Linked DNA regions of Anser cygnoides: region 2 is linked to region 1. A link is a contact called in public Hi-C data. All regions are on one chromosome and are shown on one strand. The core of a region is the stretch at or near the end of the contact, and the rest is flanking DNA. Distances in the headings are between cores, read along the strand shown. Region 1 holds the start of PTBP3 (polypyrimidine tract binding protein 3). Region 2 holds the start of DNAJC25 (DnaJ heat shock protein family (Hsp40) member C25).

Region 1 (2,928 bases), core at 137-2,636:
AAAGCAGAAAAGACCTGAGGAAAAGCAGCATCTTGTCACTTCATAAACATCAAATTAAATAAAATCACCCTGTTTTTAGATTAACAGGACTCTCAACCTACATCCTTTAATCAAACCCAATCCCACGTTTTGGTGTGTATATTCCACCCCAAAGCACTCACTTTCCTAGGCACTCCTCGTTGCAGGCAGGAGTGGGGTCAAATACTTGGTGAACTTGCTACCTACCAGCTTCTTCTCCAGTCATTCCACCTACCGCAGGGCTCAAAGGACGTCCTGTCCCAGTCAACGCAGGCGCCCTCCAGCAGGTGACAGGACACAGGTATCATTTGTCAGGAAGTGTTTGCAGTTCACTCGCCCAGTATATGGCCGTCACCTGACAGGAGATAGGGTTGTGGACTGCAGTCATCTGGAGCCTCTGTAACAGGCTGAGTCTTGCACCGAGTGACTCCAGGAGATGCAAATATTTAACAGATCCCATTGTTTCCCGTAAAGGATGCTGTCATGCACCGCGATTGTGTCAGGCACCGAACAAATACAAACACAAGCCTCTTCCCATTTTGCATGAGAAGATTCACATTACAGGGGCACCAGCCTGCACGAGGCTCCCCCCTCCTACTATCATCTTGTCTTCTCTGCCTTTAGCTTTTACTTTCAGATTCTTCTGCGCATTGGGCCACAGAAGCCAGTGCCACAGTGTGTTGTGTGGTGAAGACGCCCTCTGTACACTTTAGTCCCTCACGTGCCAGGTGGTGACCACGGGGCCTGGTGTAGCCCTCACATGTACACACTCAACACCACACGTACACACTCAACACCACATTTGTGGCTTCCCCATGACAGGAGCAGTGTTTTGGGTGCGTGGGAAGCACTGACACCCATCACACTTAAGTGGCTTCTTCCCTTCCCTCAGCACCCTCACGCCAAGGGTCAGAAGTTGGACATGGTGCAGGGGGACATGGCTTAGTGGGCGACGGTGGCATCGGGGGGGCGTTGGATCGGCCGAGTGTGGTGGTTTTTCACAACTTTATTGATAACACCAATTTTTAACACACAAACAACCCCTGCTCCGCCGTACTTCCACGGAAGCTCAGCGCAGAGGTAGTTTCATCCCGTTTCACAGAGCCCACAACACTGGGCAGCAGGGGCAGCCGGTCACGCACCGCGCATGCGCGCCGACTCCGGGGCCGGGCACGGACGGGCGCGGACGCGCGATCGTGGACGCGCGGGGCGCGTGTCCGGCGGCTCCGCGCAGGCGCGTTGGGCCGGCAGCGAGCTCCTCTCAGTGAGGCGGTGGAGGGGGAGAAAGGGGGAGGTGTTGCTCCGCGGCCGCCTCCCCCCCGTACCGTTCCCGGTCCCCCGCCCCCAGCCCCCGACCCCGCCCGGTCCCCGTCCCCCAGCCCCCCTTCCCCGCTCCCCGGCCGGGCCATGGGCGGCTGAGCCCCGAGGGGCGGCGTCCCTCAGGGGTAAGGGGGTGGCGGGGGGGTGCGGCTCTGTGCCGGCCTCGCCCCCTTCCCGCCCCGTCCCCGCCGCCGGGGGAGGTGGCCCGGGCCCGGCGGGGGCAGCGGGGAGCGGCGGGGGCCGGCTCTCGGCGGGGCCGGGCCGGGCCGGGCCGTGGGGATATTGGCGCCGGCCGCCCCGGCAGGTAGCGGAGGAAGGAGGAAGCGGGTGGCCCTGCCGGCCGGTGCGCGGGTAACTTTCTGCTTCCACCGTTCCTGAATTCGCGATTTTTCTTTTCTCCGTTTCTGTTCGCGTTGTGGGGTGAGTGGCTTCCCTCAGAGCGCCTTTCCCTTTTAATTAATTCGCTGTCATTAATTTATCGTCGTTTTATTATCACTGCTATTTATTACTGCTGTAGTTATTTAATTTTAACTACTGTCGCTGCTTAATTTTTTTTGTCTCTTCCTGCCTTCACCCCGAGGGACCTGCCCTGCACCGCCCGGAGAGCTGCTGGGCACCCGGTGGTAGCGACGGGGCGGCTGCCAGCACCGCCAGCCCGCCTCCTGCGCCTCGGGATCGCTGCTCTTCTCTCATTTCTGCCTTTACTTATCGCTATCTCAAAGCTGAAGTGCATTTATAACCGTGGTGAGAGATTTCCCTGTCCCAGGAAGCTAACTATGCTTAGCGTGCGCTCTGTGAGCTAAAAGCTGAAGTCTTCTCCTTTTTTCCTTTCTCTATTTTTTTTGTCGTAATCTATCATAAATGCATGAAAACTACCACTTAAGGCAGCGCTAACTTCATGCAAGGTGTATACATAATTAACTTAAAGTTTGCGCTGCAACTCAGTGACCAGCAGAAGCCAAACTGTTCTTCAACTCTGAGAACTCTGAAACAAAAATTAGTTCTTCAACTCTAAGAACTCTAATTTTTGTTTCAGAACTTTTTTTTTTTTCCTTCTCTTCTCTTTCTAGTGACTCAAAGCAGCTTATCCGAAACTTTCTGACATCTCTCAGCGCTGTTGGAGTGTAAGCCTTCGCAGGGAGGCAGGTTGATGAGAGCACTTGTTGTGTAAATGCTGATTAGTCAGAAAGAAAATGGTGCTGGGAAGTACCTTTTCAGAGAAATTCATTCAAAAATATGAGTAATTTTGATATGATCGGCATTTTTTTTCAATTTTGCTTTGAAACTAGTTTTTTTTGGAAATCTCCAAAAGGAAATTAAGAGCGCTGACACTGGAGCAACAATGTCCTCCTTTTCAATGTGTAAAATGTATTTATGAGTAACTTGTAATTTTTCTGATTTAATCCATTTTAGAATAGAACATTTTTGGTTTCTCTTAAGCTGTGAAATTGCCAGCTAATCTTAATATCCTATAGTTCCTATGTTTGATTCCTATAGTCTCCATAGTATCTTCCAATTAGTACAATGGGTTTCTTTTGCGTGGTTTTTTTTATTATTTTTATGTAGCATTTGTTAATTCTGTTGAGAGAG
Region 2 (2,928 bases), core at 296-2,795, 360 kb after region 1:
AATATGCAAATGTTCAGGACCCTGTTTTCACTTAATCTGTTGCATTTGTGCTTTACAGCTCATGAATGACCATGCTGTTAAAAAATTTGCAATAACCCGACCAACTATGAAGCAAAGAGGAAAATCTTTGGTCCTACCCTTATACACTAAATTGATCTGTTCTCGCACTCACCAACCCCCCCCCCCGCACCTGATATACATAGTCTTAAATACATAATACGCGCTATAGGAAGACTTGATTTAATACTGAAATAAAAACAGGCAACTGAAATTCACAAAATGAGTTAATTTCCGAATCAGAAGTCCAGATGGACTAGAGTTGATAGGTATTGCTCAGGAAGAGACTTACAGATGAACAAACCACTAAGACTACTGTTTTTCAGATCTTTTAGAATTAGCTTACAGGGCTGTGAACTCTATCCAATGCGAGGCCATTCCAAAACCTCATTTTCTTGAAGTTTTTCTCATATTCACCCATGTAATAAAGAAATGAGAAATTTAACTTTGTCAGTCTCAGCTGCATCCCTTTTCTACCCAGAAAGAGTTCCAGTTCTTTTTTTTTTTCCCCCCCATCAACCTTAAAACATGTACAGGTTTCTTTCTTCCACTCCTTGGTCGTGTCTTGCCCACGCCACGGATTTTTTGCTTTCCTTACAGTCCCATCTACCACTCAATTCAATGATTACCATTACTTTTAAAGATGTGCTTGCACAATAAGGGTCTAGTCTGTTTATTTTGAATCCACAGGGCTTTTCAAGAGCACTCTGTCTTCTCCTCACTCTCGGGCTGGCTATTGAAGAAGGTTTTGGTGTTGTGTTTTTTTTTCCTTCCTCCTTCACGGCTGGTGGGAAGCAAGCTGGCTGAGCCCACGCGAAGGAACACAAAACTGATTCCGCACAATCTGCTGTGAAACACGGGTTGTGTGGGACCAAAAGATCTGATTTCCCCCTTCCACTGAGGAAAGGCAGACCTGCGGGAGCCTCGCGCTGCGAGCTAGCGAAGTCAGAGCGACCCCCAGTTAGCTGACGGGTGCTTCGGGTCCGGACGAGGGGACGCGAGGAGCAGGGTGTGGAGGGCACCGTGCATCTCCTGGCACTTCCAAGCCACGGCTCTCCTCCCCGCTTCGCTCCACCACCCGACAGCGAGAGGGATACCCGGCAGGGATCCCCTCAGGGAGCCCCTGACCGCGGGCGGCCCCGCTCACCTCTCACCTTGAGGGTCTCGTAGGCGGTGGCGATCAGCAGGAACTTCTCGTGGGCCGCCTGCGGGCCGCCGCCCCCTCCGCCCGGCTCGCCGCGGTAGCGGTCGGGGTGGTACTTGCGGGCCAGCTGCCGGTAGGCGCGGGCGATCTCGGCCTTGCTGGCCTGCCGGCTGACGCCCAGCACCTCGTAGCACACGCGGCGGCCGCAGTACAGGCCCTCGGTCAGGCCCCGAGCCGCCCGCGGCAGCAGCGCCGCCGACAGCCACAGGCAGAGCAGCCAGCGCCGCCCGCCGCCCGCCGCCGCCATCTCGCAGCGCCGCCACGGCCGGGGCCGGGGCCGGGGCCGCGCCTGCGCTCTTCGGGCGGCAGGGCGGGGCCCTGGGCGCACAGATAATTGCCACCCCTAATTACGAGCTCTAATTACAGACCCCCTATCGCCTCCGAGCGGGCTAGGGTGCCCAAAGCCCCGTCCAGCGTGGCTCCGGGCGCTTCAGGGATGGGGCAGCCGCAGCTCCTCTGGGCAGCCTGTGCCGCCGCCTCACCCTCTGAGGGACGAATTTCTTCCTCGTACCCAACTTTCTCCTCACCCACAGCCTAGCCACACCAATTAACGTTCCCTTTCCAAATCAGAATGAACAGAAACTTCACTTTGAATGTCACTTTTTTATTGGTGTATTGTTCCCCTACTCAAAAATCCCATCGGGGTGGTATGTGAGCGTGTCATCCCTTGTCTGCGAGCTCATCTGCTTTTACCGCTATCATTCCAAACCCAGCCAAGGAATCTCCTCTTCTGTTGGGGAGGTATTTCGGTATCCCCTGCTTACCACGTCCTTACGTGATGCAGCCTCTAGGGGCAGGTTGGACGTGGCGCTTAGGGACATGGTTTAGTGGGTGACACTGGTGGCAGGGTGGTGGTTGGACCAGGTGATCTTGGAGGTCTCTTCCAACCCTCCACCAGTTTCCCTCCGAATGAATTTAACAACGAAACCCAGGCAGAAACAATTCGGTTTGCCTCAGAAATCCCAACCGGCGGGGGCAGCCCGGCCCTGGGCGGAGCCGGGGGGGCCGCAGCCCAGCCCCCGGCCGTGCAGGAGCCGCGGCCGCAGCTAGGGGGAGGCGAGGCTCCGCCGTCCCTCCTCCTCCTCCTCCTCTTCCTCCTCTTCCTCCTCCTCCACCACCCGTGTACCCGCGCCGGCATGGAGGTCAGCATGGACTCGGGTCAGTGAGGCGGCGGCGGCGGCGGGGGGGGGGGTGCGGGCGGGGACGATGGCTCAGCTCTTTCTAAATATAAAGCGGGAGGGCGGGGGCCGGCTGCCCCTCGTGGGGAGAGCCGCGGGGAGGAGGAGGAGGAGGAAGGGAAGGAGGAGGAGGAGGAGGAGGAGGAGGCGGCAGAGGAGGAGGAGGAAGAGGAGGAGGAGGAGGCGGAGGCGGGACGGGGCTCGGGCGGCCTCCGGGCGGACCGCGGCTCGCCTCTCACCGCCCTCCCTCTTTCCCTCCCTCCGCAGCCGGCACAGCACAACATGGCCGCGGCCGCCGCGGCTGCCCAGGACGAGCTCAGTAAGCGCCGCCGGGGACCGGGGGGGAGAGATCGGGGGGAGCCGCCCGGAGCCCCCCGGCCCGGGGCAGCCCCTCGGCGGGCGTGGGCGCGGCTGGTGGCGGGGCTGGGGGGGCCGGGGCCGCCCCCGGGGCCGGCTGGGAAATGTAGTCCCGGGCGGTGCCGGCCTGCC

What was found. A called contact is a pair of places that touch in the nucleus more often than the background predicts.
Region 2: a Hi-C map of liver shows a contact between it and region 1, with 1.8 times the contacts expected there. The contact joins the promoter of DNAJC25 here to the promoter of PTBP3 in region 1. A contact is called at or near these places in 2 of 7 Hi-C or Micro-C datasets (both in liver).

The regions. Positions count from the first base shown.
Region 1 is chrZ:11,136,614-11,139,541 of Taihu_goose_T2T_genome, forward strand. It overlaps PTBP3 (polypyrimidine tract binding protein 3), which reads left to right and starts at 1,387. Exons shown (of 14, transcript XM_048051408.2): 1 at 1,387-1,689.
Region 2 is chrZ:11,497,368-11,500,295 of Taihu_goose_T2T_genome, forward strand. DNAJC25 (DnaJ heat shock protein family (Hsp40) member C25) reads right to left here and starts at 1,546. Exons shown (of 4, transcript XM_048051406.2): 1 at 1,212-1,546. The coding sequence starts at 1,508. ECPAS (Ecm29 proteasome adaptor and scaffold) reads left to right here and starts at 2,402. Exons shown (of 50, transcript XM_066988105.1): 1 at 2,402-2,419; 2 at 2,707-2,758. The coding sequence starts at 2,722.